Regions from separate parts of the Mus musculus genome. Here regions 1 and 3 are each linked to region 2. A link is a contact called in public HiChIP or PLAC-seq data. All regions are on one chromosome and are shown on one strand. The core of a region is the stretch at or near the end of the contact, and the rest is flanking DNA. Distances in the headings are between cores, read along the strand shown. Region 1 overlaps Cyth1 (cytohesin 1). Region 2 holds the start of Tha1 (threonine aldolase 1). Region 3 has its middle 14 kb from the start of Gm11734.

The links. HiChIP or PLAC-seq counts read pairs in DNA pulled down with a chosen protein or histone mark.
Region 1: a contact with region 2 is called in a CTCF HiChIP or PLAC-seq map of large pre-B cells, with 3 times the contacts expected there. The contact joins the enhancer-like site here to the promoter of Tha1 in region 2. A contact is called at or near these places in 13 of 39 promoter capture datasets (the 3T3-L1 cell line, the C10 cell line, the SN4741 cell line and 9 more), 1 of 15 datasets of contacts at CTCF or cohesin (large pre-B cells), 7 of 115 datasets of contacts at active chromatin or transcription factors (bone marrow-derived macrophages, embryonic basal ganglia, embryonic hindbrain and 3 more) and 2 of 9 other capture datasets (adipose tissue and embryonic stem cells).
Region 3: a FOXA1 HiChIP or PLAC-seq map of pancreatic cancer cells shows a contact between it and region 2. The contact joins the enhancer-like site here to the promoter of Tha1 in region 2. A contact is called at or near these places in 2 of 484 Hi-C or Micro-C datasets (embryonic stem cells and stem cell-derived neural progenitor cells), 3 of 115 datasets of contacts at active chromatin or transcription factors (embryonic stem cells, pancreatic cancer cells and stem cell-derived neural progenitor cells) and 1 of 9 other capture datasets (adipose tissue).

Annotation. Positions count from the first base shown.
Region 1 is chr11:118,182,729-118,186,826 of GRCm38.p6, forward strand. Cyth1 (cytohesin 1) reads right to left here. Exons shown (of 14, transcript NM_011180.4): 4 at 3,032-3,098; 5 at 2,653-2,771; 6 at 2,244-2,324; 7 at 1,154-1,266; 8 at 37-185. Among named protein-coding and RNA genes, the nearest start is that of Gm38514, 47 kb to the left of the region's middle. Within about 2 kb of position 1,308, at least 17 of the 459 cell types and tissues checked have an H3K27ac peak or open chromatin away from gene starts, as enhancers often do. A contact at or near this core is called in hematopoietic stem and progenitor cells, where this site is marked.
Region 2 is chr11:117,871,247-117,875,658 of GRCm38.p6, forward strand. Tha1 (threonine aldolase 1) reads right to left here and starts at 2,280. Exons shown (of 7, transcript NM_027919.4): 1 at 1,925-2,280; 2 at 358-441. The coding sequence starts at 2,153. It overlaps Gm11725 (a long non-coding RNA gene), which reads left to right. Exons shown (of 3, transcript XR_001780380.2): 1 at 1-187; 2 at 849-957.
Region 3 is chr11:117,535,184-117,539,331 of GRCm38.p6, forward strand. No RefSeq gene overlaps it. Among named protein-coding and RNA genes, the nearest start is that of Gm11734, 14 kb to the left of the region's middle. Within about 2 kb of position 1,633, at least 109 of the 459 cell types and tissues checked have an H3K27ac peak or open chromatin away from gene starts, as enhancers often do. A contact at or near this core is called in adipose tissue and pancreatic cancer cells, where this site is marked.

The DNA.
Region 1 (4,098 bases), core at 58-2,557, 310 kb after region 2:
TGCCAGCTGACATGAAGTGGCTCTGGCCCTGCTCACCCGGAGCAGCTCCTCCGGCAGGTCTCCTCCGTCGTTGATGCCTCGGTTCATGGCGATGAATCTCTCCACCGTAGGCTTGTCTTTGACATTGGGGTTGTGTAGGCTGGTGTTCAGCATTATGATTGCGAAGGACAGGACATAGCAGGTGTCTAGAAAGAGGAGACCAGGCTGTGAGAGCAGAGGAGACAGCTACCCAGGACAGGAGACACTGGCAGGAAGAGCAGATGAGCCAAGTGTACATATGTTCCCAGGCTTATGTTCCTGGAAGGGGCAAGGCACATGACCTCACTAAAGACACTCATTCTATTTTTCAGATATAAAAGAACAGGAAAACAATAAAACGGCTGGGAGTAGTGGAGCATGACGTTAGCCTCCATACTCAAAAGGCATATTTCTGTGAGTTCCAGTACAGCCTGGTCTATAAAAGGCCAGCTAGGGCTATACAACAAAATCTCAGACCAATACAATGTATCAAAAAGAAAAAATTAACTGCAATTCTATTTAGTAATAATTTGGTCTGCTTTATTTCTTCTGTATAAATGTGCCTATAAAATCACTTTACAGACACTATAATGCACTATCACCCGAGCATATGTATGAGATAGATACATACACAGGGGATAGGTATATACATTACACACACATATATATGCTTTTTTGTTAATCTTATCATTTTCCCATGCCAATATCTTCATAAGAACATAATATTTCTTTCTTTTTAAGGCAAGGTCTTGCTTAAGTAGCCTAGCTAGCTATATTCATAAATTTGCTTTTGAGACAGAGTTTCTCTGTGTAGCCCTAGCTGTCCTGGTACTTGTCCTGAAGACCAGGCTAGCCACAAACTCAGAGATCTGCCTCTTGAGTGCTGGGATCAAAGGCTACCACTGCCCAGTGTTAAGACATCTTTAATAGTTATATGCTTTGTAATTCTGAACCCAGTGCTGCACACACATGAGGCAAGCACTCCTCCACTAAGCACACCAGGTGTAGTGCTGGTCTTCTGGATACGTTCAGTCTTTCCAGGTTGTACACACCAGTAAGTAACTGTTCTTGGAATGGACTCAGCCTCTTGTCCTAGCTCTCCCTCCCCGACTCACACAGAGGCTCCCTCCCTCACCTGTAGACTGGAACACCCCAGTATTGCACTGACAGTACCGCTGGGCAAAGGCCTCCATCATCCGGTCAATCTTCTGGGCCTCTCCAGGGAGCCGGAAGCTCCACAGGAACTGCCTGAGGGTGAAGACAGGAGCATTGTTTTGACCAGTTTTGCTGCTAGTGTGGCAGTTAATAACACATGGGGAAGGAAGTGGGGGCTTCAGAAACTGAACAGAAGCAAATGTAACCACTGTGGCCTTAAATGAACTGAGAAGCCAAGAAGAACAGCCCCACTTTAGAGCAACACACAAAAGTGAAATACAGATCTTAATCATTTAAAATGAACTCTAAAGGAAGAATTCATTCAGGGCAGTCACTATGGAACCCTGTAAATCATATGGGACCACAGCCACAAGGTTAGTTCTGCAACACTGCATCATTAAAAAATCAGAGTTCAAAAAAAAAAAAATCTTAGGATTTATATCCACGGCAGAAAAAAAATGGCTTTAAAGGGCACAAAACAAGCTTGGTTTAAAAGCTGAAGCTGAAGCCAGTGGTGGTACATGCCTTTAATCCCAGCACTTGGGAGGCCGAGACAGGCGGATTTCTGAGTTCGAGGCCAGCCTGGTCTACAAAGTGAGTTCCAGGACAGCCAGGGATACACAGAGAAACCCTGTCTGGAATACAAAACAAAATAAACAAACAAAAAAGCTGAAGTTGAGCCATGTGGTGGTGGTGCACTTGGGAAGCAGAAGCAGGAGGATATCTTGAGTTTGTGGCCAGCCTGGTGTATAGAGTTCCTGGACAGCCAAAGCTACAAAGAAAAACCCTGTCTCCAAGGGGAAAAATGATAGTTGATTTTTTCCTTTCCTTTTCTTTTCTTTAACGAAATACACAGCTACCTAGTTTAGGGTAAGAAATGAAAGGGTTTTCTATTGTGAAGAGTAGAAATAATTTCAGTATTTAAGGACAGATCAGTCTGTCCACTCCCAAGACCAAGAAGCAGTCCTAGTGAATGCTATTCCACGCAGGCATGTACATGGCCTTCCTGAAAACTACTTCAGGACAGTCACAACCACCCTGCCCTACGGTGCCCGGTTGACGACACCCACCGCAAGGCCTGGACGAGGTTCAGGTCGGTGAACTCGTGCAGTTCCACAAACGCATGCAGGACCTGGATGCTGAACTCATCCCTACAGGAGACAGACAAGAGTGAGGAGCACACGTCGGACCCTGACACTGACCAAGACCCATCCTGAGCCCAAGCAGATGGCATCCCCAGAGTCCCAGCCCATCAGACCTCTCAGCCTGGCCATGCACAGTCACGAGGCTGTTGGCCTGGCTCTGTTTGCTAACTAAACAAGCAAGGCACCTCTACGCCCCTGGACAAGTAAGGTAATCCCTCCACTCAGCGCCATTGTGGCTCTGGCTGCCCTGGTACCACAGTCACCCACCCCATGGACTTAGGCAGCAGGGAGCTTACTTCTTCCACTGGCTCTGACCCAGCTCTAAGGGCCTCACCTCTCCCCAAGGTAGTCGCCGATGGCTGTCTTGTTGAGCCCCTCCCCTTTATACAGGAACTGGGCGATGTCCTCACAAGTGTTCTTCAGCAGGCCATTCTCGATTAAGAACTGGATCCCCTGCACAAAGGTCAGAAAGAGCAGTGATGCTGGCCTGTGGAGGCTGGAAAAATGAGTGCAGACCTGGAGCCTGAGCCAGTAAACCCCCACCAGTGAACATAGGGATGGGGGGACTTAAGTTAGAAATCAGAGCCCCAGACTCAAGAGCATGAGGGTAACCACCTGACACTTACTCCAGAGAACAGCAACTTAGAGTCCTGGTCCCCACTGCTCCACCCCCACTTAATACTCCGGCCACTGTCACTTCATTTTCTGCTTACCTTTTTAGGATCCATGTTAAATTTCTTTCTGCCCATGGCTACCTGTTTGTTCCTCTGCATGTTTTTCCTGAAAGACAAGTGTGGCCATTAGTGCTCTGGCAGCAGGAAGTTCTGGGAGGCTGGCGCAGCCTTCATGTGCAGCACCGACACTGTGGGAAGATTGCTCTAAAAGAATAAGGAAGCAATCTGGCCCGCTAGGCAAGGTCAGCCGAAGCCTCGGTCAGGCTCACTTGCCTCCTTCTCTCTAGATTCATGGTTTCTCTTAGAATTTTTTTTTCCTTAAACTTTGTTGTCTACATATTGTAGAATCTACCCATTTTGAATGTAAACCTGAATGGCTTTTAGTAAGCTTACCAAATTGTGCAACCATTACCATAACTAGTTTTAGAAAACTCTTATCAGTTCAACAAAATTCCCCACACCCATTTCTAGTTCCCCCACATTCCTCTTTCAACTCTGGGGAACTCTTGGCCTACCTTCTGTGCACACATCTGCCAGATTCTGGACGTCTCACACACACAGAACCATGGACTTGCTGGGCTTGTGTTCCAGGATGCTTTCGCTTAGCACACTGTCTTCAAGCTCTATCAGCACAACACTTCTTTCTATTGCTGAAATTGCTCAGCAATGTCCCTCTATGTCTGCCTCCATGCAGGGCTCATCACATACTCGTGCTGCCAGCACACGCACCTTATGTGCACAGGCTTTCCTTTCTTTTGGGCAGAAGGGTCAATGTTGTATCTAGACAGGTCATGGAGCGTTTTAGCTTTAGCTTTTTAAAATGCCGTATAAACAAGCAGCAGCTTTCTTAAGTGTGCATCCATCCAACCAAACAAACGCAGGCACAGATCGTGTGGTTCACACGCAGCTGAGGGAGGGAGTTACACATGAAGAATGCCAGCTCCCACTCCGGACAAGCCCCTGGGCCCTGCTAGGGCAAATGCTCACCCAGTGTGCCTGTGAAGGGCTCAGGACTCTTCTGGCCCACAATCAAACAGAATTACAGGTTCTGGGCCACTGAGCAAAGTTTAGGGGTAGAGTCTAGGTGACACTTTTTAAACCTCCTG
Region 2 (4,412 bases), core at 1,030-3,529:
GTTGAAAAGACTGGTGTGTTACACAATTCTAGGCTGTGAAGGCTGGACACTAATAACCTGCACCAGACCCCCATGGCCAGCAAGGAAGAGTGCCAGGATGCTGCCTCCAGGAACAGGCATCCCAGGGTACCAGGAGCAGCCAGAGGACAGAAGCACACTGGGAAACAACCCAGGCCAGGGCTGCAAGGTAAGCATCCAGGAAGAAGAGCTAGGGAGTAGCAGAGACTCAGACCTCACTCCTCCCACTGCCAAATGCAGAGTGCTCCACCAGTTGCACCCAAAAGAAATCCAGGTGTGTGCCCACCAGTGCCACAGACCCTTTGAGCTGGGGCTCAGAGGGGCGGGTAAGACACTCACCAGAGATGAGGTTGGCCATAGTGTTGGTGGGCACAAACAGCGTCCTCTCTACCCCAAGCAACTCTGCAGCCTTTTCCTGCAGTTCTGAGAAGGGAGGGGGGCAGGGGAAGGGCAAGAATCAGCAATTCCTCGGGCCACTGTACCGTGGCACACAGTTCGTGTGTACTTGTTACAGGGTTTGATAGAATAGACCTGTGATTCCAGTACTCTGCTGAAGCAGGAGGATAACTGAGTTGGAGGGCCGCCTGAGCTATACAGCAAGACCTTATCTTAAGCACTTCTCTCCGAAAAGGTACATTTGCTCGGATGAGAAATGATGGTCCTGTGGGTGGGGCTTGGAGTCTGTGATCTTGGTAACCACGTGCCACAGCCAGAGGCCCCTCTGTCAGTCCTCCTGAGCCACAGTCCCCGCCCCAGGCCACCGAAACTCCCTTGTGGTTTGAAGCCCCTTTCCCACCCAGACCTCACACCTGTTTTTCTCCCTTTCCCAGAAGCCCCGGCAGGTGAGGCCTTGTGGTTTCCCTGTGGACTTCCTCTGCACATCACCACGGAAGAAGAGCCTCTGGGGAGCGGGCAGGGCACAAAGAGTGCAGCTGGCGGGTGAGTGGATGGCCTGGGTAAAGGCCATGGTGGCTCTCCTGTCTGTGACACAATGCTCAGTGCTAAAGTGATCTAGATTCTGTCCCCAGAGGACACATACCCGTGTCTCCCTGAGCCCTGTGTGCGGTCGGGGATGAGTTCTGCTCGCTCCTCCTCCCAGCCCCTGGTTCACCCTCCTCAGACTCCTGTCGAGGCCAGGACCTCCCAGCCTTGATGTGGTGACCTGTTTACACCAGGTGCCTGCTGAGAGCAGTGTAGCTCAGCATCTTTGAAGTTCCTGGTAATATCTTGTTGTCAAGAGATTCTAGATCAGCCCCAATCACCCCTGGGTCCACAAAGGTCAAGTGTGATCTCTGGTGTATCTCTGGATCTCTAGTGCACACACAGCAGCACTAGAGGTCCACCTTAGCAGTGACTATTGACCCCGGGTGGGCTTTGGTTTGCTGTCTCCTTAACGCGCTGCACTCCCTAGATATGAAATTCTGCACCCCCCCCCCCCCCCTGTGAAGGAGCAGCGAGCACTTTCTTTGCTGGATTGATTTTGTCTTTGTGAAGTCAGCCAATGAATGAAGGAGAGTAGTTAGCCCTCCTTGTAGTAAGACCTGTCTCAAACCCTGGTTCTTCCCTGTTCCTGATGTGGGTCCTTGAACTCCTCTCTGCCCATCTCGGGGTCTTGCTTTGCCAAGTCTGGACAACACCCATCTGGGCAATTGGGTGACAGTGGGCAGAAATCACCAGGTGGTCCTGTTAAAATGCAGATTCTGGCTCCCCAAGTCCATTGTGGAGCTCAAGAGTCTGCATTACCAGGGATCTCTCCGAGAAGGAACAAGAACGCAGAGTGCACCACTGAGCGTCCTCAAATGTCAGCGAGGCACCCCTCTGCGTCCGTGCTGTCCTGTCAGAACCACGGACAGCGTCCCGGGGTCACCGCAACGACCCCTGCCCCGGGCCTGTTCGCCGGGCTCACCGTGGACCGTAGGGTCTTCGCCGTAATCATCGTCTCCTACAACCGCTTCGGCCATAGCGCGCCTCATGGCCGGCCCTGGCCGGGTCACCGTGTCGCTGCGTAGGTCCACCACGTGGGCTGGGACCCCCGCCCAATTCCTAGACCACTGAGCCCAGGGCACCCTGAGCCCCGGGACCGTGGCCCGGAACAGGCTGCGTAGCATGGCGGCCCGGAACAGGCTGCATAGCATGGCTGTGGCACTCGTCTTTCTCGGCCGCAGGAGCGGAGGACAGTCTCTTCCGTGCCAGCGGGGAACCCGTGTAACTGGACTCTTCTGACCCCGCGCGGACCTGAACTGGGCAAGCCCGGGGCACTATGGGAATTGTAGTCCTCTCTGGAGTTTTATACATTATTCGAGCCCCGCAGCATGCTGAGAGTTGTAGTTTTTGTGTTCCGTTGTTCCAAAGGCTAGGAGATTTTGGAATGACAGTTCCTTACTTTGCTGAGTGGGAAACAAAGCTGAGGTCCGGGGATTTTAGCGTGTACATGGTACTGCTCGTGGCACTGCAGATTTAACTTAATTAAGCGTCTCAGCCACTCTGGGAAACACCTGGGTGTTTGGGAATGGAACTCAGGTTCTCTTCATAATCAGTTCCATGCCTCTGAGCCACCTCTCCAGTCCCTCACGGTCCTCATTTTACACCCGAGGAAACAGGCTGCAGACACTGATGTGAAGTCCAGGAATCAAGTATGGTACCGTGTTGCCCATAAACAGTAGCTTTCAACCACTGGAGTCTTTTTAATTTTTCTCCTTAAAAATTAGTTCTGGCCGGGCAGTGGTGGCGCACGCCTTTAATCACAGCACTTGGGAGGCAGAGGCAGGCGGATTTCTGAGTTCGAGGCCAGCCTGGTTTACAAAGTGAGTTCCAGGACAGCCAGGGCTACACAGAGAAACCTTGTCTCAAAACAAACAAACAAACAACAAAATTAGTTCTGAACTCACTGGGTAACCTAGTTGACCTTGAACATCTGACCGTCCTGCTTGGGAATTCAAGTGTGTGCCACCATGCCCAGTTTACGCTGTGCTGGGAACTAGATTTAGGGCTTTGTAAGTGCTAGGCAAGCATGCTACCAAATGGGATACATTCCCCCTCCCTCCTCTCCCCTCCTCCTCCTCCTTCCCCCTCCCCTTCCCCTCTCCTCTCCCCAAATTCTTCTTTTAAATGAATTTAAAGCTGGGAGGTGGTGGCACACACCTTTAATTCCAGCACTGGGGAGGCAGAGGTAGGCGGATCTCTGAATTCGAGGCCAGCCTGGTCCACAGAGTTCCAGGACAATCAAGGCTACACAGAGACCCTGTATGGGGGGGGGGGGAGATTTAAAACTTTAAAAATCATATGTGTGGGGTGGGGAGTAGATACACATGAGTGTAGTTACCTACTGGGGCCAGAAGAGGGCGCTGGACAACCTGGAGCTAGAGTTACAGAGTCTCCAAGAGACTGTATGGGTTTGTGTCTGCCATCTCTCTAGGACATATGGGAAACGGAGTTTTGGAGGTATCTAGAAATCTTTCTTTTTCCTATACCATTGGCTTGGAGAGACAAGGTGCTTCCATGGAAGTCATGCCCAAGAGCCCTGTGACAGAGCACCTAGCTAGTAAGCATGTGATCCTTAGATTGATTCCTCAGTACTGCAAAAGGCAGGCATGGTGGCTCATGCCTGTAATCTCAGTCCTTTGGGGCGGGGTGGGGTTGGGGGAGGCGGGAGGATATTTGAGACTTTCAGGCCAATCTGTACTAAAGTGAGACTCTGTTTCAAAAAATTAAAATTAAAAAGAAGGAACATAGATAGCATTTGCCCGCTCCCAATAGTGTGTCAGCAGACAACTTGTGGCCATGGTCCCTAACTCTGGTGAGGATCAGAAGCTGCGCTTGTCCAGCCTGGCTCGTGGGAAGTGCTGCTGTTTATCCTGACGTTGGAACTGCAAGGCCCTGGAACTTGGTTCTTCTATTGTGGGATACACTCTGCCTTACCAGGGCCAAGGGGTGACCTTTCCCCATACAGGGAGGTTGGGAACTCAGCCCTGCTCAGCTGCTTCTGTTTCCAAAGTGTGGGTCCCAGTTGTCTGTCTACGGTGTCTATTGGGAGCAAGTTGCTCTGAGCAGGGCTTGTTGGAGCAGAGGCCCTGGTCTAACACGGCGGTGTCTCTCGGATGCAGACTGTGCCTCCTCTCTGTCATTTGCCTTCTTTTAGCCGTGTCTGTGGGTGGCATGTTGGAAAGGAGCAGCCAGGCAGGCTTCCTGGAGGAAGCATCAGTCTTTGACAGCAGGTAATGGAGGAGGAGAGACTGACTTGCATAGGAGACAACATGGGCCACAAGGAGGTGGTGTACCCGTTGGAAGTCCAGGGGGCTAGGAAAGTGGGGAGGAGGGGCAGCCCCAGGCCACCTGTAGGAGCAGAGCCAGTTCTAAGGGACTCTTTCTCCTCTCCCAAACACCTAGCAGAGCCA
Region 3 (4,148 bases), core at 383-2,882, 340 kb before region 2:
AGGCAGGAACTGGGCCGACACCCTGTGCTTGGAAGAGGTGGGAAGTGGGTGCCACTGTGTTAAAGGGTTTTAAAGCTAAGCACATGGAACAGGGGAGGACATGCCAGACCTGTGTGGCTCCGAGGTGGGTGGAGGGTGGGAGGGCTCACTGTGGCTGGTGCTTGGTAAAGTTCGAGACAGGCTGGAGAGATGGGGTTAAGGAAGGCAGGAGGCACCCTGGCCACCACACTCTGCTTGTTCTCCATAAGCAGTGGGAGCTACAGGACTCTGAATAGGGAATGAGCCACACTTAACTTCTCTACAAATTGATCTGGCAGACAGAGAGACAGGGTGTAAAATGGCTAACACCAAAGGGACAGTTGGCAGCCTGAACTAGGAGGACACTGAAAGAGTGTGTGAGATGTGCTCATTGACACATCAGACATGGGGATCTGGGAAGAGCCAGCACTCTGTCCTCCACGTGGTAGCTTCAATAGCCACAGCTGGGTCTCTGTGGATCCTGGAGACAGAGCTTCTGTCAATGAGATTAACACATCTCTGGACCAGGGCAGCCCTTCAGTATCCAAGTTCCCACTGACCTCTAGCTGGCTGTCAGGACAGCCCAGGGCAGCAAAGGGAAGCCACTGCTGACTGAGACGGCAGGTCAACCCCAGCTAACTGGCTAAATAAAGCCAGAGTGGTAATAATGATTAAATTGAAGCACCTCATTAATTTCACGGGAGAGGTGGGCAAACACAAGGTGACACGTTCCCCCCAAGACTCATTGTTTGCCTGGCCCCAAGACGTCCCCACGTGATGTCTGGTTAAGTCTAATTTAAGTACGTATATTTAATGGCTCAGTAAGTAAAATTGTGGTTATTGTTTGGAGTGGTTTGTACAATAATTTATGGGCTTGGCTGGCTCATTGATGGGTGTCTATGATGAAGTGGGTGGCAGCTGTGAAGAGGGCTTCTGAGCAGCTTGGGGAAGGAGGGAAGACTGATTCAACCCCAGTGTGCAGACCAGCGAGAGAAGACTGCCCCCAACCTGGAGACACCAGGGCCTCGTGTGTGGCCTTGGACATCCCAGAAGACCCAGAGGGTCTTAGCTCTCAATAACCACAACCTGTCCTGAGTGAGCCAGGGGAGCCAGAGTGCTGGCCTACTATGTGTGAGACCCTGGGCTCAATCCCCAGCATCCTGGTAGCTCATCCCTATAATCCCAGAACCCAGGAGGGGCAAATAGAAGGATCAGAAGTTCTAAGTCCTCTTTGGTTACAGAGTAAATTTTAGGTTAGAGACCCTGCATCATAAAGAAGGAAGTGGGGAGGAAGAGGGCCAGGGGAAGGAAGGGGGAAGGAAGGGGGAGGGGAGGGGAAGAGGAGGGGGCAAGGAGAGGGAAAGAAGGAGGGAGAGGGGACAAAGAGAGGGGAGAGGAAGGGGAGGGACCAGGGAGAGGGAAAGGGGGAAGGAGCGGAGAGGGGAGGGGGAGGGGACAGGGAGGGAGGAAGGGGAAGAGGGGAGGAGGAGGAGGAGGAGCCTCTGGGATGGAGCATCATAAGCAGGCACAATTCCAGGTACTTTCCATGCACTTGTGCCTGTAGCCAGCATGATTCATCCCCACCAGCTCTGACCAGCTCTGCACTCTGCCTTGCCCTTCCAGCAGTTTCCTAGTCTCCAGCACAATCCCTGCCCTGAACACTTTTCCTGAGAGAGTCTGAGAGAGCACGGCCAACCAGTTCTGATCCAGGACCCTGGATCAGAGGTGGGCCCTGGGGTCTGTGGAGGAGGATGACGGATATCTAGTTCATCCACCTCACAAGGATGAGGCTGAAAGTGGGGTAGAAAGAGAAGCATTGTTGGCTGCCCTTGGGCTAATGCTGTCTTGGCCAATAGTGATCTGAGTCCTGGGGCTTCCTGCAGACCAAAAGAGGTGGAGTCTGATGCTGATGGGGTGGAGTCTGATGCTGATGGGGTGGAGTCTGATGCTGATGGGGTGGAGTCTGATGCTGATGGGGTGGAGTCTGATGCTGATGGGGTGATCCCTTCCAGCCTCCATGTCTAGAAGGAGCTGCTAAGGACCCCACTGAGCCCCTCCTCGGTCTGAGTCTGGCTCAGTAATACACCATTTCCATCCCTACCCTTCTCCCCACCCCTCCCCTTCCAGTGATTGTCCCTAAGAGGGTAGCTCTAAATAAGCGTGGCTACCTCTCCATTATCCACGGTGGAAGAAGCACTTTGTAGATAATCTAAAGCTATTTCCCGCTTCCAGACCAGCATTGCTGTGCCCACAAAATCCTCCCTGCTCCCCCATCCAAACGGGGACACCCGAAGGAGATGCCGGCTTGTCTGCAACTTGGCCTCAGAAAAAAATGCATTTTGCATAGCTAAGCTCAATCAGGATTCTCTGCAAAGGCCTGTGGCTGACAGTAGATGGGGCTTGGAGCGCCAATGCATCCCCTATGCCCAAAGACTGCCTAAATCACCGTTTCAATGTTGTCTCCTGTGTCTCTGTCAAGCAATCCTGCCCCTGAGAGCTCCCCCAGAGCTCTTCATTCAAAGGATAGAGGGGATATACACACACACACACACACACACACACACAGGTCCTTCTGCTAGCCACCCCTTTTTCCTGTCTCTGTCCAGTGCCGCATGACTGGCAGCATCCTCTTGGCAGCACCCTGGATCAAAACCTAGGCAAAAGTCTCGATGCCCGTGGTGGTGCATATCTATAATCCTAGAGGTAAGGTAGGAGAATCGGAAGTTCAAGGCCATCCTCAGCTACGTGATGAGGCTAGCCTGGGCTGAAGGAGACCTTGTTTCCAAACAGAAATACAACTAATAAAAGGTAAAGGGTTAAAGATCAACTTTGAAAGGGCCACTCTTGCCACAGCCTTCTGAGCCAGAACCGAGGCTGACAAGGACTGGTATGGGCGAGGGAAGAGGATTCAAGAGAGTGCTGCAGGTGGGAATGTGAGACACAGCAGCTGAGCAAAGATAGAATAGAAAAGGATGGGGCTGGAGAGATGGCTCCACAGGTAAAGGAGCTTGCGGCCAAGCCTGTGGACCTGAGTTCAAGCCCCAGGATCTATGTGGTAGGAAGAGAGAACCAACCAACTCCTAAAATGTGTGTCTGTCTTATCTCCATGGTACATGTGCTCGCTCTCTCTCTCTCATAAACACACACACACACACACACACACATGTATATGCATGCTCACAAGAAAGTAAATAAACATGAGAACTGAAAATTTAAAAAAGCAGGGAACTCTATGTCACGTATGTTTTAGCACAATTAAAAAGTATAGCTCCCACCCCGGCCCTAGAAGAGAGAATCAACATTGGGATTATAAATGTTTACCGCCATAATTCAAGAAGGCCAGTGAAGACACATGTGAATAGTCGGACTCTTTTTCAGGCCCTCTATGGAGCCCTGGTTGGGGGAAGCCAAACTGCTACTAATAAAATAATAATATTAAACAGCTGTGGGAATAAGATCATCTCTCAGGCTCACACGTGGATAACCGAGAGTTAACTCTTAATAAAATAATAAAACGTAGGAGCTGTGGGAATACAGAGTCCCTCCGAAGACAACTGCCAGAGACCATATCCATAAAGTAATCACTCCCTTTTTTATTCCCTCATTTTACTGAACAAGACATAACTGTAGCCAGGCTGTTCCTGAATTTCTAGGGGGAAGGTAACTGTCAATCAAGATGAAGCATGTGACCATTTGTGGGTGTCCCAGCCTGACAAGCGGGTCCATATGGTCTGTGAGTGAGAGTGGGGAGGGGCAATTCACCACTGTCACTAGCCGGGCATCCATCCCGGCTGAGACCGTGAGGACCAGACTTCCACAGACAGAGCCCCTGGGTCACCCTCTCCTCCAATTCTAGACATTCAATGCACTGGGGATCCTGGAAGGGTCCTATGGCTGGAGAAAGCCCTGAGAGATGGTCACAGCAGGTGACCAGAGCCCAGGAAGGGAACTGAGTTCTGTCAGTTCTTGCATATTCTTAAAGCCACTACAACCATAAACCTCCCATCTATACAAGGATGCTTAGGCCAATGCCAAAGTGGGTGTTAAGCTGCCTTCTGCTTATATTGTATGTACATAGCTGTTTTATGTGTACATGTGCCTATGTACCATGTGTGTGCCTGTTGCTCTCA